4 separate regions of the Mus musculus genome follow, and all the other regions are linked to region 1. Evidence: chromatin contacts called from public Hi-C and HiChIP or PLAC-seq data. All regions are on one chromosome and are shown on one strand. Each heading gives the region's core, a stretch centred on a gene start, on an enhancer-like site or on the middle of the called end of the contact. The rest is flanking DNA. Distances are from core to core; before and after follow the strand shown.

The links. A called contact is a pair of places that touch in the nucleus more often than the background predicts. HiChIP or PLAC-seq counts read pairs in DNA pulled down with a chosen protein or histone mark.
Region 2: a contact with region 1 is called in an HNF4G HiChIP or PLAC-seq map of pancreatic cancer cells. The contact joins the enhancer-like site here to the promoter of Pbx3 in region 1. A contact is called at or near these places in 4 of 39 promoter capture datasets (embryonic stem cells, hippocampal neurons and liver), 2 of 484 Hi-C or Micro-C datasets (the N1E-115 cell line and gonadal supporting cells), 18 of 115 datasets of contacts at active chromatin or transcription factors (astrocytes, bone marrow-derived macrophages, cardiomyocytes and 11 more) and 2 of 9 other capture datasets (adipose tissue and embryonic tail).
Region 3: a Hi-C map of liver shows a contact between it and region 1, with 1.9 times the contacts expected there. The contact joins the enhancer-like site here to the promoter of Pbx3 in region 1. A contact is called at or near these places in 3 of 39 promoter capture datasets (the 3T3-L1 cell line and liver), 3 of 484 Hi-C or Micro-C datasets (liver, nephron progenitors and rod photoreceptor) and 5 of 115 datasets of contacts at active chromatin or transcription factors (embryonic forebrain, embryonic midbrain, embryonic stem cells and 1 more).
Region 4: a contact with region 1 is called in an H3K27ac HiChIP or PLAC-seq map of VIP interneurons, with 4 times the contacts expected there. The contact joins the enhancer-like site here to the promoter of Pbx3 in region 1. A contact is called at or near these places in 1 of 39 promoter capture datasets (hippocampal neurons), 1 of 484 Hi-C or Micro-C datasets (myocytes), 8 of 115 datasets of contacts at active chromatin or transcription factors (the SCID.adh cell line, VIP interneurons, embryonic forebrain and 5 more) and 1 of 9 other capture datasets (pancreatic islet).

The regions. Positions count from the first base shown.
Region 1 is chr2:34,367,638-34,375,374 of GRCm38.p6, reverse strand. Pbx3 (pre B cell leukemia homeobox 3) reads left to right here and starts at 3,330. Exons shown (of 9, transcript NM_016768.2): 1 at 3,330-3,654; 2 at 4,478-4,551. The coding sequence starts at 3,455.
Region 2 is chr2:34,605,144-34,612,880 of GRCm38.p6, reverse strand. The region is part of intron 10 of Mapkap1 (mitogen-activated protein kinase associated protein 1); the gene reads right to left. Among named protein-coding and RNA genes, the nearest start is that of Gm34372, 30 kb to the left of the region's middle. Within about 2 kb of position 3,165, at least 48 of the 459 cell types and tissues checked have an H3K27ac peak or open chromatin away from gene starts, as enhancers often do. A contact at or near this core is called in bone marrow-derived macrophages and pancreatic cancer cells, where this site is marked.
Region 3 is chr2:34,143,021-34,150,757 of GRCm38.p6, reverse strand. No RefSeq gene overlaps it. Among named protein-coding and RNA genes, the nearest start is that of C230014O12Rik, 39 kb to the right of the region's middle. Within about 2 kb of position 4,122, at least 6 of the 459 cell types and tissues checked have an H3K27ac peak or open chromatin away from gene starts, as enhancers often do. A contact at or near this core is called in liver, where this site is marked.
Region 4 is chr2:34,189,060-34,196,796 of GRCm38.p6, reverse strand. The region is part of intron 5 of Pbx3 (pre B cell leukemia homeobox 3); the gene reads left to right. Among named protein-coding and RNA genes, the nearest start is that of C230014O12Rik, 85 kb to the right of the region's middle. Within about 2 kb of position 3,411, at least 15 of the 459 cell types and tissues checked have an H3K27ac peak or open chromatin away from gene starts, as enhancers often do. A contact at or near this core is called in VIP interneurons and forebrain, where this site is marked.

The DNA of each region.
Region 1 (7,737 bases), core at 2,081-4,580:
AACAAACAAACAAACAAACAGCCAGCAACAGTGAGAGAGAGAGAGAGAGAGAGAGAGAGAGAGAGAGAGAAGAGAAGAGAAGAGAAGAGAAGAGAAGAGAAGAGAAGAGAAGAGAAGAGAAGAGAAGAGAAGAGAAAGGAGAGAGGTGACTACAGCAGTAGCTCAGTGGTTAAGAATCATGGTTGCTCTTCCAAAAGACCCTGGTTTGATTCTCAGGATCTACATGCCATATTAAAGCTGCCTGTAACTCCAGTCCCAAGGGAATCTGCCACCCTCTTCTGTCCTCCATGGACACCTGGCTCACAGATGGTCTAACAGATGTACATGTAGACAAAACACCTATACACATAAAAAATAAAAAATATCTTTACAAAATACACTTTATCTCGACCGCAATTGCCAGTGAGCCTGTGAAGGAAACCCTGCTAGGACCTACTGGCTTTTCTCACTTATCATCATCATAATAATAACCAAATGGGAAGCCTCCTAAGCTAAAGGTCTGTCTGATCTCACTGCAGAAATATCAGGATTCCATTCCTCCAAATGACCACAGATTTAGAGGTGTGTGCCGTAACCTAGCTGCAGATGTCAAGCATTTAACAAGTTTGTTTTATTCCTAATTGCTGGCATTTGCTTAAGTGCTTCCTTAATTCTAATTTATGTTTTTATGTTCTACTTTGTTTACATAGCCCATAGTTCCCAATTGTCTTTATTTGCTTAAGTGTTTCTTTAATTTTATTTACATTTTTATATACGTTGCTTTGCTTACATAACTCATTGTTTGGAGCAGGCTAGGAATAACCATAAATCCCCATTGCTAATTAGCCTCATCCTCATGACTGATTAGTCAAGATTATGAGCCTAGAAGGAGGGCAGGAAGGAGGCCTAATAGTGACTCACAGGATCATTGAATTTCAGAGCTGGAAGGAATCTTAGAGCTTGCAGCATCTTTCAGATAAAATTCTGCGAATTTTACATCTCCCTTGCTCTCTCATTCCTTTATACCAAAAAAAAAAAAAAAAAAAAAAGCACGAAAGGATTTGGTGACAGTTTGAAAAACAAGTTTAGAGTAGAGAAAATCCAATCAATGATGGCTGTAACTCATAATGAGTACTTGAAGAATCAGCAACTTGACACACACAAGAGCAGAGAATATTAATGAACTCAAAGGAGGCTCTTTGGACTTAAGCAAGGTAGATTGTCTGGAACTCCTTCCCCAGCAGCTGTGCAGTTGGTAAGCCTTGTAGCTTGCCTGGCCTGTGAGTTTGGCTGTTAGCTTTGCAGTGGGGAGTATTTAAAATCACACTCAACATACGAAGGAAAGAACCTGGAACTGAGTAGCCTGCTTTATTCCAAGACTCCATCTGGCATTTAAAGAACTGCTTGTCCTACATTCAACCCTGCAGAGTAACAGCCATTTTTCATCTCCTCACACCTCTATTTTTAGTTTCAGGTAAGATCGCTTATTGAGTCTGAGAAAGGAACGTTTAGAGGTAAGAGCCACCAGTTAAACACTTAACCTAGGGTCATCTCCATGGGTTTAAAATGAGATCATGTTGAATCCTCAGCCTGAGAGATGAGGACAAGATCAGCCTCAAGACTCCACCGGAGGTGTAGGTGCGGATTCCAACACCGTTTAAGTCTTTAGTCTCTCTTGGGCAGAAGTATAATGGATGAAGAGGTGTTACAGGTATGTAAATCTGTTAGGTGAAGTTGACTACAGCCGAAGGGGTCAATTTGTCAGTCCAGTCCATTTCTAAACAAACTTGTCTGTAAGACTATTGTCTCGCTCTCCGCAGGTTCCGCACACCTGCCAGGGTAGTCCCCGGATCTCCAGGACTCGTCGAGTGTGCAAAGCGCAGTTAGCTTAGAAAATAGTCCTGGATTTCACTCTCTCCAGGTGACATGTTTCTGTGACCTTTCCATTTGCTAGCTTTTCAGAGAAGAGCTCTGTCCATGCGAAACCACAGGCTCCCATTCTAACTGGTCACTCCTTGAGGGACAGACAGCGCAAGGCCCTACTGCCAGCGCTAACTCCTTGTGCTGAGTTCGGGTTACCATAGCGACCGTGGGACGGGCAGGGCTTTTAGACCCTTTTCCCGGTCTCAGCCCAGGACTTTCGAACGCTCCAATTGGGACAACCCTTTCTTGGCTCTGTCCCGCCTCGTTCGGCGCTGAGCGCAATGCGATTGGCCCTGTGCTTGAGGCCTTGTGCCCAGAGGGTACCACCTCTTGATATGAAGAGCGGGAAAGTATCCCAGGCACTGTCCGAGGCGTGAAGCTCATCTCATGCAATGGGGGACCACGCTGTCGGCTACGGGTACACTTTATTCGGTCCTATATAACACCTCTAAGTCCCCAACTGCTAATAATAGGGAAGGAGCAGGATCCGGGGACAACACTTTGCTGGCTGGACTGACCGACCATCTGTGGAGTGCCGGCGCGAGTAGCCCATAAGGCTCCCGGGCTGGCTCTCAGGCACCCCACAGCAGAGGCCAGAGGGGACGGGCTGCGTTCTAGGGGCGGGGCCAGTGGCGGCGGCGGGAGGCGCAAAGCCCAATGAGAGAAGGCTCCGCCTCCGGAGGCGGGGCATCCGGGGCGCTCCCCCGCCCTTCAGCTCTCCCTGCCCCTCCCCCCGCGGGCGCCGGGGCCGCAGTGAGTGAGTGGCACTGGCAGCCTGTCAATCCCTCAGCCGAGCGGCCTTCGAGCCCGGTCCACAGCGGCTGCTGACTGGGTGCGCGGCACCGGAGGTGGCGGCGGCGAGTTCTCCCGCCTCATCAATCTGCTGTCCGCCCGGCGTGCGGCCCGCCGGGGCCCTCCACCGGGCTCCGTGTCCCCGCCGCGCCGGCCCGCCCGCTCCCAAACTTTCCTCCTCCGCCCCTCTCGCTCCCCGCGGCCCGCCCGTCGGCCTCCTTCTCCTCCTCCTCCGCAGCCCGCCGCCGCCGCCGCCGCTCCCTCCCTCGGGGCCGCCGGTGCTCCGATCCCGCCCGGTTGAGGCGGCGGCGGCGGCGGCAGGCGGCTGAGGGAGGGGACCGTTCTGGCTGGCGCGGGCGGCGGCGGCCGCGGCGTCCCGGCAACTCGGCTGGCGCTGAGGACCAAGTTGTGCGGGGCCGCCCGGCGCGGCGAGGGGCGCTGAGGAGGCAGCGCGGCGGCCGCGTGAGGGCAGCGGGCACCACCGCCTCCGCCTCCGCCGGCGAGCGCGCCGCTTCCGCCCGCCGCTGTCCTCAGTCTCCTCCGCGGCGGAAGCCGGAGCCGGACGCCGGTCCGCGTCCCCTCAGTCGCGGGCCGCGCCGGGCCAGGCCGCCCCCTCCCGCGCGGGCGGGGAGCGCGCGGCCGCCTCCCCCTCCCCCTCCCCCTCTTTCTTCTCCTCCCTCGCCGCCGCCGCCGCTGCCGCCGCCGCCGCCTCAGCCTTCGCCTCCGCCGCCGCCGCCCGCTCCCGCCCGCGCGCGGCGGGATGGACGATCAATCCAGGATGCTGCAGACTCTGGCCGGGGTGAACCTGGCCGGCCACTCGGTCCAGGGGGGTATGGCTCTGCCGCCTCCCCCTCACGGCCACGAAGGGGCGGACGGCGACGGCAGGAAGCAGGACATCGGCGACATCCTCCACCAGATCATGACCATCACCGACCAGAGCTTGGACGAGGCGCAAGCAAAGTTGGTGTCGTCTCATTAAGCATCTTTTGTGTGTGTACGGGAGCCGGGCTCGGGTCCCGGCTGGCTCCCGGGACCCGGGCCTCAGTTGCGGGCGGGAACTTTCTCCGCCCGCCGGGCACTTGCTGTGTCCCCCATCGCGCGGGCAAAGTTGCTCGCCGGGCTCGGGACAAACTCGATCATTGCTTCGTCCGTGCCCTGCTGCCCGCCCCCCTCCCCAGATTTAAACCTCCCGCTCGGACCCCAGCGCGCTCCGCGTCCCAGCCGGGTCCGTGGCCGCACCGCAGGGAAGTGCAACTTTCTCCGCCTGCCCAGACTCCGGGCACCCACTCCCCTCGGCCCAGTCCGGGGTGACCGGCTGCTTCCCCGCACAACCCTGTGCGGGAGCGCCAAGTTCTCTAGAGGGAGGGCCGCTTGGCAAACTTTGCGGAGCTGTCACCCGCTGATTATTAGCCGCCCGCTGGCCGCTGCGCCCGCTCCTCTTGTGGAGCTTGGGCGTTGGGGTTCCCTCCGCTCCGGTCTGGTCCCTTGGGTCCCGCCGCGGCCCCCGGAGCGGAGCCTCATGCACGGGTCACTCCTGTGTACGCCGAGGCTTCTGTCGAGCCAGCAGATGGGTCACGCTGCTATCGGGCTGGAGCTCTCAGCCGCTAGAGCTTGCCGCCAGTTGCGAACTAGTAAACTTGAGTTTTTGTTGACTTCCCGTGGTTCAAAGGAGCTTTTCCAAACTGGGGGCCGGTTTTAAATCTTGGGTCTAACTTAAAGGAAGGCGCCATATTATTCCAATAGGTGATGCTAATACCTTTGTGTTTTGCTATTTGTTTTTTAGGAAACATGCTCTGAACTGTCACAGAATGAAACCGGCGCTCTTCAGCGTCTTGTGTGAGATCAAAGAGAAAACAGGTAAGACTCTGCTGCTCACAGTGGGCCTGGAGACCCCCGAGGTGGGGTCAGATCTACTCCTTCGACTCTCCAGTTGAGAGCTGCTGCTTTTGGGCACCGCCATCTTTGATCATTCTTTGCTTCCCACCTCCTGATCTTGAGAAAAAAAAAACAAACCTGCAATAAATCTGGAGTCTATTTCTCAATTCTGCTTTGGTACTAAATGAAGTGTATATGAGAATGGAGCTGGGTCGCAGTTCCCTAGGAGGTAGTCCCTGGTTTCAGTCGGGGAGGGGGCTCTAGCTAGTTGCCCTCTCCTATCTCTTTTTGCCTGTGTAGCATTTTTTAAAAGGAGCGGTGGGAGACTGGATGCCAGGGACCGGTTCCCCTGGAGAGGCGTCACTAGAACTTTGTTTTACTTAGACAGTTTTAAGCTTCGGTTCTACTGGTAGAAGTCACAACCGAACACACCTCAGTAATACCCTGGACTTGGTGCTTTAGGTGGGAAGATTTTTAGGAATCCAGGAAGGAAAATCATGTGCTTAGGCATATACAATGTATCATGCCTATTAGTACTTCTATTATAGCCTCCGTCTTACAACTGCTACACTTGTAAAACTGAGCTTCAATGTATAAAGAAAGATGTCCACAGATCCTGATGAAACAAACATTCTGAAGTTCAGGGCAGGAGTAGGATAGGTTTGCAGAAGTGCTAGAATGAAAATTGCTGATACAGAGTAGGGAAAATTTTTGACAGTTCCTTATAGTTTAACTTTCTTGTCAGACTTTTTCTATTTAAGGTATTTTTACTCTTGACTTAAGGGTAAAGCTAAAGTGCATATATATACATATGTTTTACATGTTTTAGTTTGTGTTTAGTTATCTTTCCTGTATATGGTTAAAAAAAAAAACAACCCTCCATCAGTCAAGCTTTACCATTGATTGATTTATTTGTGGTTGTATGTGTTGGGTTGTATTGCTTTTTAAAGTTGCCCCTTTGTAAATTGAGGCAAAGAAGAAAAACAATCAAGTCCAGTATATTGCATTTTCCAACTAAGGCTGTTTTAATGTTTCAATGTTTGGCTGTCTTTGAGTTGATTTTACAAATAATAATATACTGCCTAGGACTGTTAGGCAGGAAGTTAAGTTATACTCTATTTAAACAGGTACTATTCATATTCCTAAAAGTAAGCCAGGGAAGATGATGGTTTATTGCTTTCTCTTAATGTATGTATGCTAAACCAGAGTTATTAGTAAATATTGAGAGCTTAAAGAAATAACCTTATTTGCTTTTCATTCATGCCATGATTTTTTTTAATGATTGTTTTTTGTTTTTTGGTGATACACTTTACATTTTGAAAACCAAGTCGTTTTAAATTATTGACTTATTATATATTGATTTTAACCACCTTTTGAGCACCTTATGATTTAAGATGTTAGATGATTTTAATCTAACTATAAAGATGTCCAGCATTGAACCTTGAAGGCTTTAATTTGGGTGAATAAAAGTATATACTCTTAGGACATTTATGTTGCTTAATTTCTAAGGGTTTTCTTGCTATCAGGGCTCCACTCCAGTTCGTGCTGACAGCTAAGCACTGGAATATTGACTGTGTTGTGAATATTAAGATTGATTCAATTTTATATGGCACTATATTACTAAAGAGAGGGAATTGATGCTCTTCTCTAGCAAGAACACCCTTCTTTATGATTTGTATTTATTTTCTGTCCCTTTATAGTTTTGGTCTAACCACACAGAACTACACAGCATTTCATGTTTGAACACTTATCAGCAGGAGAAATTCAATTAAGAAGTGTTAGTCTTCCAGTTGCTTATTTGCACAGGACTTAGTTACACCATTCTGAAAGGAAAGCGTAGTCAACGACATGTCAAAGGTGAGTTAGGAAAAGAAACAAGTCTTTTCAGAGTCTGGGATTATGGTCAGAGAGAGCTTTGGTAGGGCTATTGCTATTTAACAACCAGGAGAGAGCAGACAAAAGAAATTTCTGTGTTTTGAAAATTGTTTCTTGGGCTTTCAGTGATAACTTGTAAATTAGATCCTCTTTTTGTGCGTTGACCTGCGACCTAAGTTTGCAGGTTATCTTTTTTATAAAAAGCCAGCAGCCGACAGTGAAGGCGGCTGTCTGGGCAGAGGCATCCTCTTGCCTGCCTCTCTGAGCTCGAGAGGGATGGGATTTAAGTACTGAGTGATTGATGGGGTGAAGCTCTCTCTCTCTTCTCCTTTCTCCCCTACTATCCATAGCTCTGCCTCATGCTCTAAACCCAGTCTTAGAAGGAGACAGGATCGCTAGACTCAGCCCTCAATTTGAAATAAAACAGCTGTGTAGACATTAGTGTTACCAAAGCAGAGAAAGCTGGGCAGCACATTCCAGGGCCTATCCCTTGCCTGCTTTTGCAGCCCTGCTTTAGAGACATTATGAACTTAGAAAATAAGTGTTAGGGAATATGTGTATGCTACTTAATACTTTCTCTTTAAATAATTTTATTAATCTATTATCATAATACATAAGGATTAATTACCCACAGAAAGTTCATCTAGTCATTTGTGAATATAAATCAGGAATATTATGTGATGACTCTATTCTGCATAGTGAAGGGGAGGGAGGGGGCTGACAAGTTGTGAACTAAAGGGGTGGTGGGTGGGAACTGCCACTGTCAGTGGACAGTGTGATTTTAGTTTTGGTTTTCTTTTAAAATAAGACAAAATCATTAAAAAAAAAAAATCATGTCTTTGTAGAACTGCTGGTAGATTTTGAGGTTTCTGATCAGACGGTGAATACTGCCAGTTTTGATGCACACAAGGGACTTAGTTTGGAAAACATTTTATTTCTTCCCTACCAAATATGAAAAGGCATTTTTTCCCCCTTTGACAGATAAATGGGCAATCTGCCACAATTATATTATTTTCTTGTTCAGAAGTAAGGAAACTATACTTTTACTATAAGATGATTGTTTTTTTAAAAAACAGTATATTCTGTTATAAAATTTATTGTGCAGTTATTTTGGGGCAGAAAGGTTTTTCATTGTTGAGTTGTGACATTTATACATTTTAGAGGCAACTAAAGTTACACACTTTAAAATCGAGATATGTGTCTGTTTTAAACTATGTAAGCAAGGAAGATCGTAGTTGACGGGCTACGGTTTTCTTTAGGATGATAACAAAATCATGTTACCACCCTTTGCTT
Region 2 (7,737 bases), core at 1,916-4,415, 240 kb before region 1:
TAAAAAATTATTTTACTTCTATTATTTAAATTATTTATATTGGGTGACATTAGGCCATTGTCATTTGAGTATATAATATGTTGCACATTGAACCAAGACCTCATGAATGTCAGGAGGGCACTCTACAGTGCATCTGACCTATGTATGGTTCAAGCAGCATAGTTCATTGATGCTCTTTGTAAAGATTCTCTTATGTTTACACCAATAAAGCCTCCAATATAGTGGCTTTGTTTTTTAAAGGTTCATCTATTTTTATTTATACGAGTACACTATAGCTGTTTTCACACACACCAGAAAAAGAGCATAGGATCCTATTACAGATGGTTGTGAGCTACCACGTGGTTGCTGGGAATTGAACTCAGGCCTGTGGATCCTCTCCTCTCTCCCTCTCCCCCTCTCCTCCCTCTCCCTCTCCTTTCCTTTCCCTTTTTCCCTTTCCCCTTTTCTTTTCCCTTTCCCTTTTTCCCTTTTTCCCTTCTTTCCTTTCCTTTCCTTTCCTTTCCTTTCCTTTCCTTTCCTTTCCTTTCCTTTCCTTTCCTTTCCTTTCCTTTCCTTAAAGCAGAATTGTAGTATATAATTGTATGTAAAATCTCATTAGTGAGCTTTCTGTACTGTTACATTAAAATCCACTGGTTGGAGGCCAGATGTGGTATATACCTCTAACTAGTCAGTGCTACACAGTAAGATCCTGTTTCAAACCAGCCAATCAATGAGCCAACCAAACAATAACAGAACCCCTCTTGGTTGGTCTTGGGCTTTGAATAAATCTTCTTCCTTGTCTTAAGAACAAACAAACAAACAAACCCACCCCTAAACGTTAGCACTCTTTAAAACTGGCACAATGTAATGGGTCCACTATGGGATCTTCATATGTAGTTAGATTTTGTTGACTTTCCCATGCTCCCATTGCCACCTGCTCCTGCTCCTCTCTGCCCCCCCACCCCATGGCCCTCTTTCTGCCTTCATGTCATGTGTTCCTCCCATATAATGTACTTTTTTCCCAGTATTTCCCCCTGCTCCTCCCTTAAGAGCCCATCAGTCCTTAAGTCTTGCTTTCTAGTTTCATGGCCTTCAGTCATGTCTTTGTGTGTATATACATATATAAAAATAAACCCAGAATTTGCATATGGGAGAGAATAAATGGAATGTCTGTTTGAGTGTGGCTTATTTGGTTTAATGTAATAATTACCATTTCCATCTCCTTTCCTATAAATGTCACAATTCCATTCTTTACAGCTGCATGAAATCCTACTGTGTATAGTCTATATTTCCTTTTTGGGTTCCCGTGCAATGGGCATCCTGGCTGTTGTGCACAGGTAAGTATGGGTGTACAGGTTCCTCTGGGGTATGCTGACAGAGAATTCTCTAGGTGTATGTCCACCTTGCCTGGGTTTATAACATCTCATCATTTGAAAAATATTGGTTCATTGTACTGTGTGGACTCCCAATACTGAAGCATGTTCCTTTACAGTATTATGGAAGTCATATTTTAGTACCACTGTGTTAGAAAATTCTTGAAACAGTGAGAAGCCAAGTTCTCAGAGACAGATACAAGTTTTCAAAAATTAGAATTCTGATCTGAGGCAGTTTGACTTTCATTACTGGGACAGACCTGGCAGCTTCTTTCTATCTAAACTAACAGGTTCACTTACTTGCTTTTAAGAAAATCAAGTAATTTGCCAAAGCTTCAGGGTTGGAGAATCAGTTTGTTAGTTGTTCCTTCAAATGAAAATATGTCCCATGGAATAAATGGCTAGTTCAGCTAGCAACTCAAAACAGCTGGACAAGTGCTTTTCCTTGGTGCAATGGCTGTCTCCAGGGACTTCAGGAAATGAACTAAGAATGGTGATAAAGTTGCCTAGAGAGCATAAGGCTCTGTGTTTAATCCCCAGTAACACAAAAAGAAACAACAACATCAAAACAAGTAATAGTTTAGGAGCACTTTGAATGATTCTCCTTGTGTTTACACTTTCTTTTTTTTTTTTTTTAAAGATTTATTTATTTATTATATGTAAGTACACTGTAGCTGTCTTCAGACGCACCAGAAGAGGGAGTCAGATCTCATTACGGATGGTTGTGAGCCACCATGTGGTTGCTGGGATTTGAACTCAGGACCTTTGGAAGAGCAGTCGGGTGCTCTTACCAGCTGAGCCATCTCACCAGCCCGTGTTTACACTTTCAATACTCCTTTCTATTTTAAGCATTAAAATCCCATATTATGTACTTTTTCTCCAGTAAGAGGAAATGAGAAGTTACACACTTAAAAAAAGTGTGCATGTGTATGTGTGTGTGCTTGTGTATATGTGTGTGTGCGCTTATGTGCGTCTATGTCCATACTTGATGTGGAGGCAGAGGATACCAGGTGCCTTGCTTGTTCACTGTCATATTCCCCTGAACCAGGGTCTCTCCATGGGTCTGGAGCTTGCCTCTATGGTGCAGGTGCACATGCAACCATCCACTCTTCCCCATAAGCCCTTTGCCTGCCTGGAAGGATTACTTTATCACGCTCCTATGTGGAAACTCGGAACAGCATGGTTTCCTCAAGTCCATACAAGGCTCCAAGCTTGGAACAAAACGGTTTTATACTTCTGTGCCTTGCCTTAGGCCCCACCCTCCCTTGGATTTTGGGGAGACTCATGGAGCCCAGACTGGCCTCTAATTCACTGTGTAGTCAAAGATGGCACTGAGTTCCTGCTCCTCCTGTCCCTGCCTTCTGGGTGCTGGTCCCCATACCTGAGTTACCACACTGGGCTGTCTCCTGCTTTCTCTACTTGTCAATTTGACTTTATTCTGTGATCAACTCCTGGCAGGTCTCCCCATCCTCCTCTTTATTATTTAACTACTTACTTTCTCTTCTGTGCTAACTTCCTGCATTTAACAAGATTTAGAGGAAAATCTAGGCACCCAAGCATGGTCGAAATTTGTTAGAAAATCACTCCCTAGAACAGTGGGTCTCAACCTTCCTAATGCTGTGGCCCTTTAATATAGCTCCTCACGTTGTAGTGATCCCTGACCATAACATTATTTTTGCTGCTACTTCATAACTATAATTTTGCTACTGTTATGAGTTGTAATATAAATATTTTTGAGGATAACGGTTTGCCAAAGGGGTGTGACTCACAGGCTGGGAACCGCTACACTAGGCTGAGTCACGAGACTTCCATGGGAAGTCCTTAGCTGAGTCAGTAGCACAAGCAGGACAGAACCTTTGTTCCTACTTCTGTGTAGCCCCAGGCCACTCACTTCCAGAATGAACTATTTGTCACCACAAGATAAAGTCCAACAAACCTAGGGCTCTATAGCATGTAGACACATCCCAGAGTTGCTACAAGTTAGGAGACATGTGGGAACTCACAGCACTTGCTTGATAGATGAAAGGGTCCCTTTGTCTTTATACTTTCATCTTTTGAGACAAATAAGCTTTTTCTATGAAGAACCAGAGGGCAGATATTTCAGGATTTGTGGAAAAATTAAAAATATATTATAGATACATCGGAACACAGAAAAATGTTTCACTTTTTTTCACAAAATTTAATATATAATAGTGAAGTACACTTGGCCAACTTTTAAGGGGATGTAGCAAGAAAGGATGAAGGTTTTCCCTTTGGGGAGATAATTCACCTAACTACCAGTTAAATTATTGTTCCCAACATGAATTCAAACCATCACCCTAAAAACTGTTTATCTCAGCCTGCCCTCCCACTGCCCACCCCAGCCCAAGGCCTTGCTCCCTCCCTCCAGTTGGCTCATTCTATGCAGGTGCCAGGCACGGGCAGCAGCTTGAGGCTTCTCCCCTGGGGAGAGCTGGGTTCTGCCTCGCGTTTTCTCTCCCCAGCCTTCAGCACTTCTTGCACTGGTTTGGTGGTGACAAACTTCACTTTCTGGCTGTCTGCAATGTCTTTAGTTTACTTTACCCTCAGCTGAGGACCACTTGGGAAAATGCAGACTCTGGGTAGATATTACTTCAGTGTGTTAGAGCCGCCACTTCTTTGTCTTTTGGCTGGCATTGGTTCTGACGGGATGTCGGCGATCATTCCTATCATGGTTCTTCGATGTGCACAGCCGCTTTCTTACGGTGCTTTCAAACTTTTCTCTTTATCACTGGGTCTCAGCAATTTGATTATGATGTGACTTGATGTAGTTTTCTTTGTATTTATCCTGCTTAGCCCTTGCTAGGCTTCCAAGGTTAGTAGTCTGATATTTTAAGTCAGATGCTGAGCAGCTCTTTGTTCCCTGAGACTGCAGCTACAGAGCTGCTGGAGAATATGCTGGGGCTGCTGGCTCTGCTCTCAGCACTGGCTGCAGTCTGAGCCATTTCTATTGCTGTCTTATGGCTCACTCACCATGGCAGGCGGACTCTGAACTATCCCCTGATGATGCTCTCGCCTGATTCTCATGGCTTTATGTAACCCCTTGCTGTTTATGAGATGGCCTTGTGGCTTGCTTCTAATAAACAGGAATACAGAATACTGTGGAGATGGCATTCTGAGTTAGCTCATAAGAGGCTAGGGTTCCTTGCTAGCATTCTCTTTAATGCAGCCCACCATCATCTAGTTAGTTTTTCTATTGTGATAGCCAGGTGACATAGAACTAAAAGCATTTCTGCCAGAGACCATTCAGTGAACTTAAAGCAGATTTTTTTTTGAAGTTTAGTTTTTTCTTTCTTTCTTTTTTTTTTTTTAGATTTATTTATTATTATATCTAAGTACACTGCAGCTAAGATGCACCAGAAGAGAGCATCAGATCTCATTACAGATGGTTGTGAGCCACCATGTGGTTGCTGGGATTTGAACTCAGGACCTTCGGAAGAACAGTCAGTGCTCTTAACCGCTGAGTTATCTCTTCAGCCTTAAAGAAGATTTTATGACATCCCTTTTCCCTTCCTTCTCTTCCTACTCCTGTTTTGGACAGAATCTTACAATGTAGCCCAGGGAGGCCTCAAATTTGACCTCCTGAGGGCTGAGACTTCCCACCTGACTGACACCCTGACTATAGCTTCAAAAAAGACCTGAGCCAGAAGATGTATCTGAGCTGTGCTGGGCTCCCTACCCACCCACCTAGAAAATAATAAATATAAGTGTGCCTTAAACCACACTTAACTTGTTATATGTTTAACTTGTTAATATGGTAATAGATAACCTGCACCCTAATAATTTCTCTTTATTTCTTTTAAGATTTATTTTATTTATATGAGTACACTGTAGCTGTTTCCAGACACACCAGAAGAGGGCATCAAATCCCATTACAGATGGTTGTGAGTCACCATGTGGTTGCTGGGAATTGAACTCAGGACCTTAGGAAGAGTAGTCAGTGCTCTTAATTGCTGAGCCATCTCTCTAGCCCCACCTAATAATTTCTTATCTTCCTTATTTCTTCCATTAATAAATTCAGACAATGAAAGTTTTGACAGAAGAATTACTTCTCAACTGGAGAATTTTCATTTGGTTCTTTTTCCTAGCTTACATTTCTTCTTTGGGAGTATAAATTTCTCTTCATTTTAAGTTTTTGAATGTATTTTTTAAAAAAATTTACCTTATTCTAAATTATGGGTGTGTATATCTGTCTTTGGGTATGCGCACCTGAGAGCAGGTGTCTGTAGAGGTCAGAGCCATCAGGTCCCCTGGGAGTAGGTAGCACTCCTGAAGGTTATCCACTTGTTGACATAGGCTCTGGGAATCTACTCAGGTTCTTTGTAAGAGCAGCAGGCTCTTAACTGCTGAGTCTGCTCTCTAACCCCTTTGAACAATTTCTTTTAAAAAAGATTTATTTATTTCAAGTATGTGGGCACACTGACACTGTTTTCAGTCACACCAGAAGAGGGCATCAAATCCCATTACAGATGGTTGTGAGTTGCTATGTGGTTGCTGGGAATTGAACTCAGGACCTCTGGAAGAGCAGTCAGCACTCTTAACCGCTGAGTCATCTTTCCCGACCTTTGGGCATATTTTTAAAGCTGTTTTCCTGCTTCCGTGCTTGTCTTCTGAGACAGGGTCTAGCTTAGATTGGTCCCAAACTTGTCATCTTCCTGCCCCAGCCTCCTGAGTACTGGGGTTACAGGCATGTGTCACCATGTCCAAATCTGTACACTCTGAGTGACGTTTCACTGTGGGTACCCACGCTTCCGAGATGGCTGACTGAGCTGTGGATCAGTTTGGGCCTTTCAAGGCTCCTTTCCTAGATTTGCTTTTCTCCTGAGCTGAGACTTAAACCCTGGGCCTTGTATGCAATGGTGCCTTTATCACTGTTTACTGCTGTGAAGAGACACCATGACCAAGGTTACTCTTAGCAAAGAAAGCACACAGTCAAGCATGATGCTGGCAAAGGAGTTTAGAGTTCTCTATCTGGATCTGCAGGTCATTGTGGCTGGCTTGCACTTTTGAAACCTCAAAGCCCACCCCAGTGACACACTTCCTCCAACAAGGCCACACCTCCTAATCCTCCTTAAGTAGTGCCACTCCCTGATGACCAAGCCTTCAAACAGATGAGCCTATGGGGGGCCATTCTTAAGCTACCACTCAACTCTCTTCCCAAATTGGATTCCTTTCTAAGCTTTATTTGACAAGCGAGTAGTCTTTCTGGGGCAAGTGAAGACCATTCCCATGTCCTGGCCTCTCCAGAGTCATTGCTGAATGCCCTGGATGTGCCACTACAAGTACAGGGAGAGCCCTGACAGGGAGAGCTCTTCCCCAAGCGGTCTCCTTCCATCCTTCTCTGCAAGACCTAGCTGCAGCAGCCCCACTAGCTCTTACCTTGGTCTCAGGCCACAGGAAGCCTCACGGCACTGGCACTCACTCCTTCTCTATCTAAGGGATCAGGAGCCTGTGCTGTTGAAACAGGCCTTTAAAATATCCTGTCCAGTGTTCTAGTCATTTATGCTAAAAAAGCTAATCTGCTAGTTCATCTTTAAAACTACATTCGGGAACCTCAGAGACAATAAAAATCTTGTTTTTAATGCAAGTACAGTTACTTTTTCCAGGTCTATGAAAGACGGCTTAATATCTAAACACCTCATATATGGAGTTTAGATTTTATGGAATTATTTATTTACAGAATTTAGTATTCTGGAAATACAATTTGGAACCTGGGCATGACCCGTGACTGAGGCCTGCAATTCTAGTACTCAGAACGCTGAGGCAGAAAGATTGCCTTGAGTTCAGGGCCGGTCTGAGCTACACAGTGAGTTCTAGGCCAGCCTGGACTCCAGAGCTTGGGAAATTCACAAAAGCAACAAACAAATTGGGATGTGGTGGCACTTGCCTTTGACCCCAGTGCTCTGGGAACAGGCAGAGACTGGCAGATTTTTGAGTTTGAGGGCAGCATGGGTTACATGAGGGAGTAGGAGTTAGATAAATTCCCTGACAGACAGACAGGGGTAGGGGTGGTGCCACAAGAGTAGGTAATAAAGATGCTGAACTTCCAAGATGGCTGGCTTCTTCCTCACACTCCTGACCTGAGACAAATGCCCAAGAGCTTAAAACAAAAAAGCCGAGTGGGTTTCTTCTCCTGCTAGCTGGCCTCCTGCTGATGGGACTGGCTCAGAAAGTTCAAGGCTGGATATGATGAGGACATGTCTGCATAACAGTTGTGGGCCAATCAACCACCCAGGCTTCCTTCAAACTGAACAACTCTAAACTGGGGGAGGAAGATCCTTCAAAGGCTTAAAACAAAACAAGCCAGCCCCGAAGGAGGTGCCCAGCTCCAGGCTTCCAGAATCTCTCCCTGTATGCCGCATAAGTC
Region 3 (7,737 bases), core at 2,873-5,372, 230 kb after region 1:
CCTACTTGAGGCTTGAGGTGGGGCTCCTTTTCCATTGGTATTGTTGCTCTGCAGCAACAGGGTGTGACCTTGTGGTAGGACAGTCCTGCATGTGGCCAAATGGCAGGTGTTAGTCTTTACAATGTTCTAGGTTAGTAAGTAAGTGCAGTCACTCTCCTGAAAGACCCCTGAATATTTGGCTTCTAGAGAATTCTTTGGGGTTTAGAGTTCTTTTAATTTTTTTTTTTTAATCCCCTAAACTTTCCCATCAAAAGCTGCTTTTCAGGTCTGTGCTAGAACAAAAGTGTCATCTTCAGGAATCTGCTGGGGAGGGGACAGCTGGCATGCGGTTTAAGGCCTGGCACCCAGAGCTGCTTTTGGGACCCCTGGATACCTCTGCCCTCTAAGGGCCCCTCCAGTTCCAGTTGAAAAGGAAGCAGCTCTCTGCTCCCCGCCAGAGACCTGAATGAGAATTTTAATGAGGGTTTATTTTTAATAAAGGTTAATAAAGTTTAATTAAATTAAATTAATAAAGTCTAATATTTGCCAAGCCGTGCGTCAGGCCTGGATGTGCTGAGGATTAAGTTATGTGTTTGTGCTCCGGGGTTGGGAGTATGGTGATGGAGGAGAGATGCTGGAGTGGGCTGGGGAAACAGGCTGTGTGCTGGAGCTGAGGTTTGACCCTGTGGCTATCTCACTGATGGACAGGGTGCAGGAGAGATGGCTAGTGCTGACCCAGCTCCTAAGACCCACAGGTACTCCGTGCACTGAGCCTGCCTGAGCCTTATACAGGTCATTCATTCAGTTTCCCCCTTTCTTCTGCAGCCCCAGGGATGACCTGCGCTTGCTTGGCAGAGGAGGAGACCAAGCAAGGGACCACATCCCTAAGCATGCTGGTCCTCCCTCCTCACCCTTCCTGGTTCAGTGGTATCCTTCCCCCAGGGTGGGGATGGAGATGAGAGAGGCCTCTGCCTTTTGGTGCTTAGCATAGCACAAGGAGGGGGATTGCTGATATCTTCCTACCTTTGAGACAAAGAAACAGCTTCAGAGAGCTGGACTCACTGGGTCTAAGGCCAGAGGCAAGACAAGTAGGTACCACCAGTGGCCTCTCCCAGCTGGTGGGGTGAGACTGGTGTGTCCCCCACTAGTTGAGGGGCTCTACTGAGCCATTCACTGCACTCCCTGAGGCCAGGCCTTCCCTCAATGTCTCCATCTTGGAAGTGGGCACGGAAACCTTGCAGAAGGATACAGCCAGATGCCATGTGTGCTGTCTAGAACAGAGCAGCCTAGCTCCAAATGCCAGCCTCTCCAGCATCTTCTGAGGCAGAAATGAGACCTGTGATGGCTGACCAGTCCTACAAAAAGGAGCTAAGCAGAGAATAGGAGCTTAGCAGATTCCGGGAAGCCTTCAGGGTGACGTGGGTTCTGTGCAAGCTCCACCAGGTGAAGAAGGGGTGGGAGGGGGAGCGTGGGAGTGGATGTGATGGAGGAGGGACCTGCAGGACCACAGAATGAAGGGCAGGGCAAGGCAGGGCTGGGGAAAAATAGCTGAGATGCTGCTGAGCTGAGAGGATTGGGCCTGGAATGGGAGCCCCAAAGCTTCCGGACAAGGGATCGGGGTTTTCTCCACATACCATGCAGGAAGGTGAGCAAGCCTGGGAACCAAAGATGCACCAGGAAGGACAGCTGTCTCTGACAGATGCTGGTCCCCAGATCTGGGAACAAATGTCTCATATTAGGACGTAGAGCCTACAACCTGGGGCCTGTACTAGTTGCCCAAATTGGCTGCTCAGATTGCATGGCTTTCTCTAGGGACCCAGACAACAGCTCTCAAAGGGAGGGAGGATTTGATTGGTTTCACTTTATAGATAAGGAAACGGAGGTCAGAATGCTACAGTGGCTCCTCTAGAGCAAGGCTCCTTTTGAACTTCTGTACCACAATCTCTTTACAGCTGAGGAACGTAACATGATCCTCGGTATAAAGGAACTTAAGGGAGGTATGTGACTCTCGCATCTATCACCAACAAGTCACAGAGAGGTTTATTTTAAAAACAATTCCTTGGTATAAATATAATTTTATCACTTATTAAAGTTCTATTAAACATAAATTTGCATTGTAATGAGATGCACATGCCTGTTTATGTTTGCCATGAAGAATTAAATGTTGGCTGAAGATCTGACACTGCAGGAAAAGCAGTATGTTCAACGGTTTTCAAAGCTGATCAATACTTTGATTTGATCATCGTCGGTGCTGAGAACATAACTTTGCATAAGCACATAGCATGAACGTGTCAGAAGTACGTTTAGGGCTGTTTCAGTAATTGTGGGAAATCCTGTCCTGTTCCTGAGCCAAAAATCAATAGGCAGTTTTGTAAATAGGAAAGTTAAAGAGTGTTTAAAAATCAAACATCCTAACACAGTACAGTCCAAAGATGTCAGCTGACACATGCTGAGGAACGAAGGTAGAAAGTATTAAGAGTCATTGTTTTCCTTAATTAAACCATTCCACTTCTGTGAGAAAACTTTAGACAGCAGAAACACTGCAGATCATACCATTCGAGAGCCTCTAGGGTCAGCGAGCTGGCTCAGAAGGTAAGTTTGATCACCAGATCCCATATGGTAGAAGGAGAAAATGGGCTCCTTCAGGTGGCCCTCTGACCTGCACATGCACACCCTGACCCTCTCACCCACCCACCTCCAAATATAAGTAAATGAATGTTATGAAAAAGTAGATGCAATAGTCAGTCTTGAGTCCAAGTCAAGAGAGTGATGCTTTTGTGTTTCGCGCTATGGCGGTGTGTTGGTGAGTTCAGAACAAGGCTGCATTGAAGTCTTGGGAAACGACACAGGTGAGCACTGCCAAAGATGCCTCCATTTTCCTACATGTCTGACCTCTGTCTACTCAGACACCTTTCAGCGTCATTATATCCCCATCTTCACAGCCAGTTCCTTGGGTCCTATGGAGTTCAGCAGCCAGACTTTAGAACCTGAATCACACTGTAAGGGAATGGGAGGTCTGGAGGTGCCTGCCCGGGCCTCCTCGGCTGGCTGCTGTCCCCTTGGGTGAAAGGCTCAGGCAACAGGGCCAGCTGGCGCCCAGTGCCCAGGGCAGACGTACGTCCCTTGAGGGTCTCTGGCGCCGGCTTGGTGGGCAGCCCCTCCCTGAGCCTGCATGAAAGATGGCAAAGCATTATTAACAAAGGCATTGATTTTCCTATCTCTGCTTTATGTATTTTATTAGCCAAACACTCTACCGTGTAACCACTCAGCGCCACGCCGGCTGGCGATGAATCTGAAATGCCGGGGCACGTAAAAGGGAATTGACCGCATTGCTTATGCGCCAACGACGAGAATAACAGCAAAAGTGTAATAAAATGAATAGCACCCAGCAATGGCCATAAAAGAAATATGACCCAGGGGACTGCGGGATTTCCTGGGCTGCAAAATAGCTGTGTGAGGGGTCGAGGTCCTGGCATTATCATGTCTGTGGCTCTGCTCCTTGCCAAGGACTCTCAGTGCCAGCCACTGGCTTCCTCCCCAGTCATAGTAGCTGAGTTGGACACTGCCAAGACCTTTTTCATTTGAAGTGTAGGGGACCCAGATCCTAGACTAGAGAGCTGGAATTAAGTCCAAGAGCCCAAGTTTTGCAACTTCTGAAGCTTGCTGGTGCTGACTGAACCTACCTCTGCCTAGGGACTGGGGCAGAGCAGGTCTAGGACACAAGGCTGAAATCACCAGGAACAGATAGCAGCATTTTAATTCATTACGATTAGAGAAGAAAGGCTTCACATGACTGACTGAGCCCTGAATCATTGCTTCCGATGCAGGGGGATGGCTGAGATGACCTCCTCTGTGGAACTGCAGGCCTGAGGCCGGTCAGCAGGACCCTCCATCCTTTGGGTCCCATGCTGGCTCCCTTAAGTCGTAGCTATTGGCCATGCTAAATGACCAGCAAGGCCTTTGGGAAAAAGGAAAAGATGAGGGAGACTCTGTACATAGATTTGCCTGTCTCTGGGGGCTCTAAATTGTGTGACAACTGGTGGTGACAGAGGCAGTGTCACACTCCTGGGGACCTCTCAGGGTAGAGACATAGGCCCATTGATTGCTCCAAAAAGATTGCAGCAGGGTAGATGTCCCTTTCCTTGGCCTTCTTCCAGCAGCCCAAGAGCAAACACCCACCTACAGGGTGAGGCCTTGGCTGGGAGCTGTGTCAGAGAAGATGCCCAATACCTGAATAAGTTCAGAGAGAAGGCCCCAAGGCCACACAGGGAAGGTTGTATCCTCCCTTCCTCAACTGGCTCTCAGTCACCAGTAGGCCTCAGAGAACAAAAAACAAAAGTCACGGGCTTCTCCTGCAGAGTCAGCCATCAGAAAGAGGCTCCTTTCTCCAGGAGAGGCCATACCTTGGACTGACCTGGGGGCACCACACTCAGGCTCTTGCTTTCAGTGAGCCTGCTGTGCTTGGGCTCCACAGTGCCTCTGACATCACTGGGCCAATGATGGAAAGGGAGGCTTGGGGTTTGACCCTAAGGGATTCCCCGGCTAGTGGGGAAGGAAGGGGCTGGCATTAGAGCCAAACACACACTCACTATGGTGGCTTTAGTGATTAGAGGTATGTATGCACACGGCCAGACCTCTGGGGCTGGGCAGAACAACCCACAAGGCTTCCTGAAGGAAGAGGCAGAAACTTCAAATGTGACTTGACAGGTCTCATAGACAAGCGAGGCAGAGAGAAAAGGAGGGCTTGGACTTAAGGCACAGCACTGTAAGCCTAGTAAAATACGTGTGAAACAGGAGGGGTCACCAACGCTGCTCTGCACAGGCCACAGGGCCACAGGCCACAGGGCCACAGGGCCACAGGGCCACAGGGTCACAGGCCACAGGGCCACAGAGCCACAGGGCCACAGAGCCACAGGCCACAGGCCACAGGCCACAGGGCCACAGGGCCACAGGGCCACAGGGCCACAGGGCCACAGAGCCACAGAGCCACAGGGCCACGGGGCCACAGGGTCACAGGCCACAGGGCCACAGGCCACAGGGCCACAGGGCCACAGAGCCACAGGGCCACAGGACCATATTCTGAGGCTTGGCCTTCCTCTGAACACCAAGCTCACCCAGGCAAGGTTCAGTGGCTTCTCTTGCTGTTCTGGGAATGGAACCTAGGGCCGTCTGTGCACATGTGGGGGGAGGGCTCAGCCATTGAGCCACACCCTGGCCCTTCTTTTCTCTTTATTTTATGACTTCATTTTCCCCTCTTAAAGGTGGCTTCTGTTTCCTGATGCCCCCTGCGCTGAGGAGCACACAGCCACACTAGCACTCTCGGCTGTGGGGGGAGAGCGGCTTACTTATTACCCTCCAACTACCGCAGAACCACCTGATTGTTTACATTTCTCTTGCTTACGTAATTGTGTTTGGCCTTAGCATGTAAATTGGGCCATAATTACTGTATAATTCATAGTTTTTATATCTTATAACAAGTTAGTGTCTAAATCACACACCCCCATGTAAATACTTTAAAATTATTCAGTAATTACTTATTTACATTATAATTAAAAATAAGCAATTAGCATACATTTACAAAGGATTTACATACTTATTTCTGAAAATCAGTTCTTGGCAACACCAGGGAAATCTTTGGCTGATCATAAAACGGAAATGGGAAGGGTTAGCTTCTCCAGGTGGGGAGGGGAGCGTGGTTATGAGGTCACCCAACCTCTCCACTGATGGGATGAGAAGGGGTTCCCAGGTAGGGAACCCAGAACTGTTCCACAGACCTTGTGTTGGGCTTTCAGGGAGAGGAATTAAATCCCTCCTCTCTGGGAATTGAAACAGCTGACACCTGCAGTATGAGGCAGTGGGGGTAGATGTGTAGAAGTACTTCCTGGGTATGCAGGAGGAAGTAGCTGACAATAGGTTCTCCTGTTCCCTGGAGGTCTGGGTCCTGATCCCGTTCTAAACTAGTGATGCCAGGTGTTGCTTCCAGGTGTCAGCGATGCTTTTGGCTGTTGCTTCCAGGTGTTGTTGCCAGGCTGTTTGGAGTGTCTTTGTCTGTCTGCACAGAGGATGTACCTGACAACAGTTCATTAAACTCCAGCTTGGTAGGTGGAAGCCACAGGCTCCATTAGGAGGTATTGCTTGGGAAGATGAAGCAGAAGGATCATGAGTTATAGACCAACCTGGGCCAGAGTGAGACTGTCTCACCCAACTCTCCAACTCTCCTCCCCCCAAAACTGTGCACCTTCCAAACAATGAAAGATAGCATTGTGCCCAGATCACCAGAGCCATGGACCCTGAGTGATGGCAGGTCCTACGTGACCAGACCCATGAGGGCACTGTCTCAAATGATGGCCCTTGGGCTGAGGTACTGTTGTGTGACTTTTCTTAGGGGAGACATGAGCAGACATCTACTTTCCCAGACAGAACAATGACAGACCAGAAGAATGACTCTACCCAGTCTAGACTAGTAAGCCAGCAAGTTCACTGGGTCATTTACAGGAACACGGTGACTCAAAGGTAAGCTGAACCACTGAAAAGTATGCCCTAACCTGGGTGGTGACTCTCAGAAGCTGTGTCCCCAGAGCTCTGTGGACAACCATGTTCTGCCCACCCATGAGTCTCTCCAGAAACTGCTATTACCTATATCTAGGGTAGGGGCCATATGACTCTTGTTAGTTCCCAGCTTCGGAGCCTTGTGATTTTCTTTATTTCCAAGTCCTTGGAGTCTCCTCCATCTAAAATGGAATGTTTCCATTTGTAGTGAACTGTTACACTGTATCCAGAAAGACAGTCTGTCCTTTCTCCATCCTTCCTGCAGTTAAGACCAAGGATGGTCTGATGCAATTTGCTAGCTGTAGCAGGGGACAGAGCTGTGACAGGAGACAGGAGCTGCCTCTGAGCCTTGGGGTTCCTGTGGACCCCACTGGCCTGGCCTGCCTCCTGTAGTATTAGGCAGCATAGCACCCAGAGGCTAGCATCATGTGCAGGGCCCTTATGTATAGAACACACACACACACACACACACACACACACACAGAGCCCCATGACTGTCACAAGCTCTCCCAAGAAATGGGCTGTGATAAAATTGACAATCTCTATTTCTTTCAAGTCTTATAGGCTACAATAATCTTTATCTTTTCCATTAAGATTAATTATGAAAAAAATTAAAACAAGTCTCACTATATAAACCAGGCTGGGCTAGCACTTAATTTTTTGTTTCAATTTCCTGAGTGCTGACCACATTGTTTGTTTGTTTGTTTGTTTGTTTGTTTTGGCTTTTTTAGATGCTGGGGAGGGGGTATCAGGGAGCTTCAGGGATGTCCACTGGGCCCCTCCTACTGATGAGGTCACACTGTTCAGACAGGTTGACAGGCTGAGCATACTTCATCCGTCAATTCTGCCCCTTCCAGTGATACATTTGAGAAGGGACACAGTGACCTTGGAGTGGCCTTTGAATCCATGGACACCACTAGGAAATTACCTGGCCAAAGATTCTATTTTGTGTATGTGAATGTGTGTGCACATGCGTGTAGGTCAGAGGTCAACTTTGGGTGTTTTCAGGTTTCATCTACTATGATTTTTGAGACAGGGTCACCCATGGGCCTAGATCTTGCCAAGTTAGCTAGGCTGCTGACCAGTGAGCACCAGGAATCTGCCTTTTTCTGCCTCCTGGCACTGGAATTACAGACATATGCCACCAAGCTGACTTTTTATATAGGTTCTGGGAATTGAACTCAGGTCCTTGTGCTTGCGTGACAAGGG
Region 4 (7,737 bases), core at 2,162-4,661, 180 kb after region 1:
ATTAATGCATGTTTGCATTTGAACTGTGAGTTTACAGGGACTGACTTAAGTATCATTCATTGTAAACCTACAATGTTAAGAAAACTAGGTTTGATGGTGTACACTCCTAGTCCTAGCACTCAAGAAGCAGAGACAGGTGGATCTCTCTGTGTTAGAGGCCAGCGTGGTCTACACAGTAGGAATCTTTATCAGTGTTCAATTGGTTCTTAGCCTTACCTAATAGAAATATGTATGGATATTTGCCACAAGATTCATAGTAGAATATCTGTGGCAGTGGTAGTCCTACAGCCAAGACAGTGCGAATGTCTGGAATGGTGTGATTTATTTATGCATAACTGAATTCGGCACTAAAAATTCACTATAGCTCTGTGTATCTCCATAATGCTACAGACTCATAATTCCATTTGTAACAGACTCAGAAACAGGCCATGTTACCCTTAGGTGCTGGAAGTGAGGGCGGCAGTTGCCTTTGAGGGAGTAATGAGTAACTGGGGAAGGACTTCCGTTTTGAGTGTAGGGTTCCTGGCTGTGTTCATGTTATCAAAATCCATCATGCTCCATACCTAGAATGTGTGCTTCTTTCTCTATGAGTATTTTTCACATCACCCAAGTTAACATGCATTATGACAACAAACCTGCTCTTGAGATTACATAAGATTTTGTGGGAAAATATAACAAGAGGTAAATGAAGGAAGGATAGCAAGTTAGAAAATGATAGATGCTATGGAGAAAAATTAAGGAGGGAGAACATGGGTTTAGGAGATGTTCTGCTTACTAGGTGAAGGAAAGAAAAGAACTTGGTAGAGTTGGAGACATGGACACTATATGTTCAGTTGGTGAGGAACTCTTTAGCAGAGGACATAGCAGGGGAAACCTCAGGTGGAAGCAGCCTGCTTAAAGGAAGCTACTAAAGAGGCCACGTGTCCAGATGGCTGCTGGGCAGTGGGGAAGGCTGCAGCTTTTACACCAAGTCAGGTGATAAGCAGGAGCAACAGAATTACCTGTGTTCTAACAGGATTGCCATGGTGACTGATTGAAAACAGATCATGGGGGTGAGGAGAAGCTGACACCAGCCGTAGCAATGCAGGCAGAAGATGATAGTGGCTTAGGCCGGGGTGTCAGTGCAGAGGTGATGAACTGGTCTGGATTCACTGTGAAAGTACAGACAACAGGGCTTCTGACAGGAGGTGAGAGGAAGTCAGTATGGATGACATTTTATCCTGAGAATCTCGGGTATAGAGTTGTTGTTAAGAACAATAGGGAAAGATTTAGGAGAGACGTTTCAGAGAAAAAAGTAAGAATTTCTTCTTGAACATATTAAGTGTCTGTGCTGTAGCTCTCAAAGCTCATATGTAAAAACATAAGTGGGTAGGAGAGTGGAGATGAAAGCCATAGCAGCCTGCCATTAATACATGGTAGCCTGCTGTAAATGCAAGTCCTCAGTGGAGAATTCAGCTGGACCAGAATCAAGTCTCTGTTCTGAGGCTCAGTTCAACTGAGAAGCTGAAGTTCCCTTTCACACAGTAACCTGAAGAGTCTCAAAGCTGTTATTGCAAATTTCACGTGCACCGAGACTCATACTTAAGTTGTCACATTTTCTTAATTAGTAGAGCGGATATTAATATTCTTTTACTTTTGGAGTAGAGCTAACTTGCATGGATTATTCAAGTTTCTAAGACACAAAGTCTCCATTGTTCTCCTGATTCTGATTTTGAACCTATCTTTTCAGTTAGGTGTTTTTAGAATGAAAAATGTTAACTTATACGTCACTGCTGCCATACTGAAAAGTACTGTAATGAAAAAATTGATTTTTTTAAAGCAGAAGAGAACCAGAAATAGTAGAAGTTAAGTGACATTAGATTCATTTCTTCATTCATGTTCTTAACCAACATTCCAAAGCCTTTAAAGTTGGTGCACAGGACCTGTCTGTTAACAGTCCAGCACAAACAACATTGACCTGTTCCTTCCAGATAAGGAATCTAAGGTTCAGAGAATGATTTGACAAGGACTATTTCAGGCCTTTGTGAGTAGTGGAACTGGGGTAGAGACGCTCAATACAGAGAAAGAAAGTGGATTGTTACTTTTTTTCCCTGCCACTGGCAGTATGGTTCCTGTATCCCAGGCGTCCAGGCAGGAGTCTGGCTGGTGTGTACAGACTAGGCTCTCGGGAGGGCTGCATCCTTCCCCTAAGCTGCTGTGAAGAAGCTGGGCTAGTTAGTAGTCTGAGGTCTCTTACTCATTAAACTACTTACTCCAAAGCAGTGAATATTGAGTAAGCTAATTAAAATTTGTAAGTAAGATTTCCTTATTAAAAAAATCTATTAAAAACAAGAAGAAGCCCGTTAAAGTAATTATTAAAGCAGGGGAGAAAAAAGATGACTATCAAATTACCATATCTGTTTCAGCTGTCCATAAAGGCCTTTTCAGTTGCTTTGGCAGCAGACACCAGCAGAAATGGTTTGCGGCTGTAAGTGTACCATAGATAGACCAGAAACAGCTTGGAGGAAAATGGCTGCTATTGTGTTATAGAGGTTCTTTCACACTGTTTTAAAAGGTGACAGACCTTCTATTCTAAAAGCTCCTATTTTGTATCCTCGTGGAGATGAAGCTGTCATTAAACAATGTATAATAAAAGAGTCAGGTGTAAAAATATGAGAGTGCTTTGAGTGGGCAGTAACACCTAGTGCAGACCAGGAACACCTACTTGATCTGGGAAAGGGGTGCCGACCATGGGGCAGTGCTTAGCCTGCTCTTAGGCCCGATCCAGGAATGTCAAGTGTGCATGTTTCAGCCTGGGCTTTTCTGATGGAATCTCTACCACTCCTTTTGTGATTCTCAGATCTAAGAACAGGGGGACTTAATCTATTCCCATGGTAGACCTAAGTGGTTTTGAATGTCCCTATCCTAAAGGAAGTCCCCATCTGAATGTGGGACTTTCAGCTTTCCCTCCTTTACTGTACCCAGCCCCTTTCTTCTGTGTAAATGTGTATTCCCTCCAGTCCCTTTGCATCCTGTCTCTCATCACTGCATCTCACCTTTCTAGTGCCTCACTTCTGTGAGGCTTGTCAGGGCAGTAGGCTAATCTGCAAGTCAGGGTCCCAGCAGAAAACAGATGGCATGCTCAAAATAGAAAAATGTGAGACAATTTTAATAAAGTGACTATTTATAAAACTGTGGGCAGAGTGTAGGGAAACAACGGACAATGTTGGCAGTTGGTTCTGTTGCCTTTGCCGCCTCTTCACTGCGAGAGATTCAGGAAGAGTTGCCAGAACCTCAGGAGGATGTTACAGGAGAAACCTGTAACGAGCTGAGAAGAGGCAGGGTGCCAGGGGAGTAGATACCATGGCCTCCTTTTCCTCTTTCTCTCATCTCTTTCCAGCCTGCAGCAATTGGCAAGCCCGAGGCAGAGGGCAGCCTCAGGGCCCACAGCAGGGTGGAGAGCAAGGGGAAGGAGTGATTAGAAAATAGATGGTGTAGCCCAAGGGCAAAGAGCCAGATCAGTGCAGGATGCATGCCCAGACCCCCTGGCTTTTCTCTCTATAATTCTGTGATGCTCCCTCCTGGAAGCCTTCTCCAAAGGTGCCCTTGACTGCCTTTTTCTTTCCTATTGGCTGCTTTTCTGTCCTAACTCACCTATCAGCTCTGCCTACACATAATGTGATGAGATGCTTACTTACCTCCTGCTGATAGCACCAGGAAGGGCCCTGTAGAAAGATATGTAGAACCTGGAGATGTTTGGGTAAGATGTCCACAGAGGGAAACTAGCAAGGAAAGGCTTTCTAAGCAAAGAAAAATCCATCAGCTGAAGGCTGGTCTGTCAGGTAGCCACAGCTAGTTTTATCCTGCATAATGTTCTAGGAATCAAGGTGGCTGACTCCAAAGTCTCAGACCAGCCTGGACTCTAATCTTTCCTGTTTTGTTATCTTTGTGATCTTGAGTGAGTCTTTGTACCTCTACCTGCTTTGCTCATAGGTAAGATTGGGCTAGAAATAGGTTTATGGGTGCCTCCGTGAGAAAATATGTGAAAACCACCTATAAGTAATTGTCAGAGTCAGAAAGTGTTAAGTAGCAAGTATGTTTGTGTTTCTCTGTGGAGGTCTCTACCCACAAGAACCATGGAAAACGGTGTGCTAATTTCTGCTCCTACAGAGCTAGCTTTCCTTGATAGCCAGTTTATGCCCTCCCTTGCAGATTCTCATAGCTCCCTTTTCCTCCACAGCTCTTAGCATAATTCTAAGGGTTGAACTATTGAGTACTGTTCACTTGGAGATGGTAAACTTCATGTTGGATAGAAGTGGTTGCCCTATACAGTGCTATATTCTTAATGCCTAACAGCATCCAACCCAGGCATGAAACATTTGCTGAGTAAGTGGCTTAAGATGATAGGTATTAGAAAGTCAAAATAGAGCCTGCCTGGGGAGGGCCTACACTTATGATGAGGCAGAGTGGTTTAGATATCTTACTTGTGTCTGTTAACCTAATAGCATCCAACTAGCAACTTCATAGTCATTGGGCAGTGTTATATCATGAATGCCTTAGGGATCCTGCCTTTATGGAGCTAACATTCTAATCAGGAAAAGAGAGCTACATATATGTCCATATATGCACACATGCAAGAACACATATGTGGTATGAACCATATTAATATAGTTCATATAATTGTTATATGAGCAATTGTATAAGATATTATATAACATAATTATAATTATATTATTATATATTATATAATTATATTATAATTATTAGGCTATATATATATATAATCTTACATAATATTAAGTGCTATCCCATAGAATAAGGAGAGGTATTCTGAAGAGATGCATGATTAGATTTGTGAAAAATAATTCTAGCACCAACACTGCATATCAATTTAAATGTAATAAATGAATGCTTTGCAAATCTTATGGCAGATTCCAAGCCCCAAATTTATGAAGAGCTGTAGTTTCCACACAGAATAAATAAATAGTAATCCATGCTAAATAGTCAAAACTAAGGTATTCAGAGCGAAAATAAGAGTGTGCTATAGAAGCAACACTTATACTGTCCACTAGCTTAACTGAATAATAAAGTTGTGACACAGAGGATCAACATCATCAAAGAGATGAATTTAAAGCAAATGTCAGCTGAGAATTCCTTACCTGCCAAAGTGCCTTTTGATATAAGTCAAATAAAGATGTTTTTATGAAAAATTGAAAGAATTTGTCTGACTGTATCTTTAAAAATATGTATATGTTTCTCTCTCTATGTGAGTGAGTGAGTGTGTGTGTGTGTGTGTGTGTGTGTGTGTGTGTGTGTGTGTGTATGTGCGCACGCGCGCGCAAATCTTCATAGAGAAGTAAAATATTTGAGACAGCATGGAAGCTGTAGAATATGGTAAGCAGAGGGTGGCTGGGTGGGTTTGAATCAATCTATTACATAAGAATACTAATGTCCTACCTTGTTTATAGTATGCACAGAATTTAAATATATGATAATACCTTGTAAGTGATGAAAGGGAATATTCTAAGGCTCTTGCATTTTCAGGGAAAATACCAACTAGCAAAGTGCTATTTAATGTTACTCTTGAGTGGTCAAGACTGTGAAATCTTTAGTAGCTTTAAGGGTGCTAAAGGGCTATGCAATTTTCAAATAAATGCCAAGGAGATATAGAGTAAAAACTAATCTAAAGAGTGATAAAAGGGGGAAAGAGATACAGAGTAAGTGAAACAGATTAGAAATACTTTTGGGATTATGGGATTCCTAAGTATGTCAATAATCATAGTCTAAATAAACAAAAAACATTGTCAAATAGGATATAAGAGGAAAATTATGTATTCTTTAAGAGATATACTTAAAATATAAGAATATGGGAGAAACAAGAGTAGTAACCTCAAAAATAATAGCAGGCAAGCAATAACCAGCAGAAAGCAATGCCAGATTCAAAATACTTTAAGACAGAAGGTTTTACGGGCAATACAAAATAGTCTTGTGATAGCAGCTCTACATTTGTGAGCACCTGATAAGATCAACTCAGAATATAAAGCAATTCAGTAATTTCAAAGAAAACTTGAAATCCAAAAATCACAGTAGGAGAATTTCATCTCTCTGTTACTGAGCAGCAGATGGACACAGTGCACACTGCAGCATGGACACAAAACAGTGCTTCTGCTTCTCAAGCTTTCGCATGCAAAAGAATGATCTAGACGCCCAGCCATCAGAGTGCAGACTTCAGAACCCTATGTCTGTACGTTCTGAACCAAAGGGTCTGCAGTGGTTCTGAGAGCCTGTAGATTCTAGATTAGCATTGATGTTGGTTGTTCTAGAGCATTTAATTATCACAAAAATAGAAGATTTGAACATAAATTTGCAGCTACATAAAATACTATATCCAACACAGAATAGTGTGTGTGTGTGTGTGTGTGTGTGTGTGTGTGTGTGTGTGTGTGTGTGTACAACAATTTAGATATTATATATTCTGGGCTAATGAACCTCCTCTATTACACTTTATTTTTCTATTTATTCATTTATTTATTTATTTTCGTCTGGGGGTAGGGACAGGGACTCAAGTAGTCCAGGCTGACCTTGAGCTTGCTATGTAACTTCATCTTCTTGTCTCCACTTTCTGATAACAGACAACTTCTACCACATGAGGCTCCTTCATACATTTTAAACAAGTTAAGGCAGAGTGTACTTTCTGACTACAGTGGAGTTATAGTAGACATCAGTAATAAAAAGACACTAGAAAATTTCTGAATGTCTGGAATTTAACCAACATCTTTAATAACCCCTGGGTTAATGAAGAATATACAGTGGAATTTTGAAAACATTTTAGTTAAGTGATAATGGAAATACAGGTATGTCAAAGTTTCATTGACTTCTAAGGTTTTGCTTGGAAATAAATATATTTAAATGCATGTATATAGACTATGTATACATATGTTTTTTATACTTATATATACACAAATAGCTGGAGGTAAGTAACAGGCAACCATCTTAGAATATTAAGAGAAACCAATATAAGACTAAGAAGACTAGAAAGGAGGAAATAATAAAAATAAAGGCAGAGATGACCATAATTGAAGACAAGCAAACTACACCCCAACAAAACTGATCACTGCTTCTTTGAAAACTTGTCTTGTGGGGCTTGAGAGATGCCTCATGGTTAAGAACACACACTGTTCTTGCAGAGGACCCGAGTTCAGTTCCTACCTGCTGCAGCTCACAACAGCCTGTAACTGCAGCTCTGGGGCAGCCAATGTGTTTGGCCTCCATGGTGGCCTGCATTCATGTGTGCATACCTGCAGAGAAGAGAGATGCATAAACTTAGATAAACACTTGGGTATCCAGTCCTTTAGTATTCAGCATGAGCCCTGTGTTTGTAGTTTTCATTCTTAGAAATGGAATTAAAAGATGAGTCTCGGGGCTGGTGAGATGGCTCAGTGGGTAAGAGCACCGGACTGCTCTTCCAAAGGTCTGAAGTTCAAATCCCAGCAACCACATGGTGGCTCACAACCATCTGTAACAAGATCTGACGCCCTCTTCTGGAGTGTCTGAAGACAGCTACAGTGTACTTATATAATAAATATATAAATCTTAAAAAAAAAAAAACTTTAAAAAAAAAACTTTAAAAAAAAAAGATGAGTCTCTAAATAGAAATGGGAGCCTCAAGAAGGTGAATAGCTAGGCCTGCATTCTGAACCCAGACCAGCATGATTTGCTTTTGTATTCCACCATTTACTAGCTGAATGTCTGAAAAGG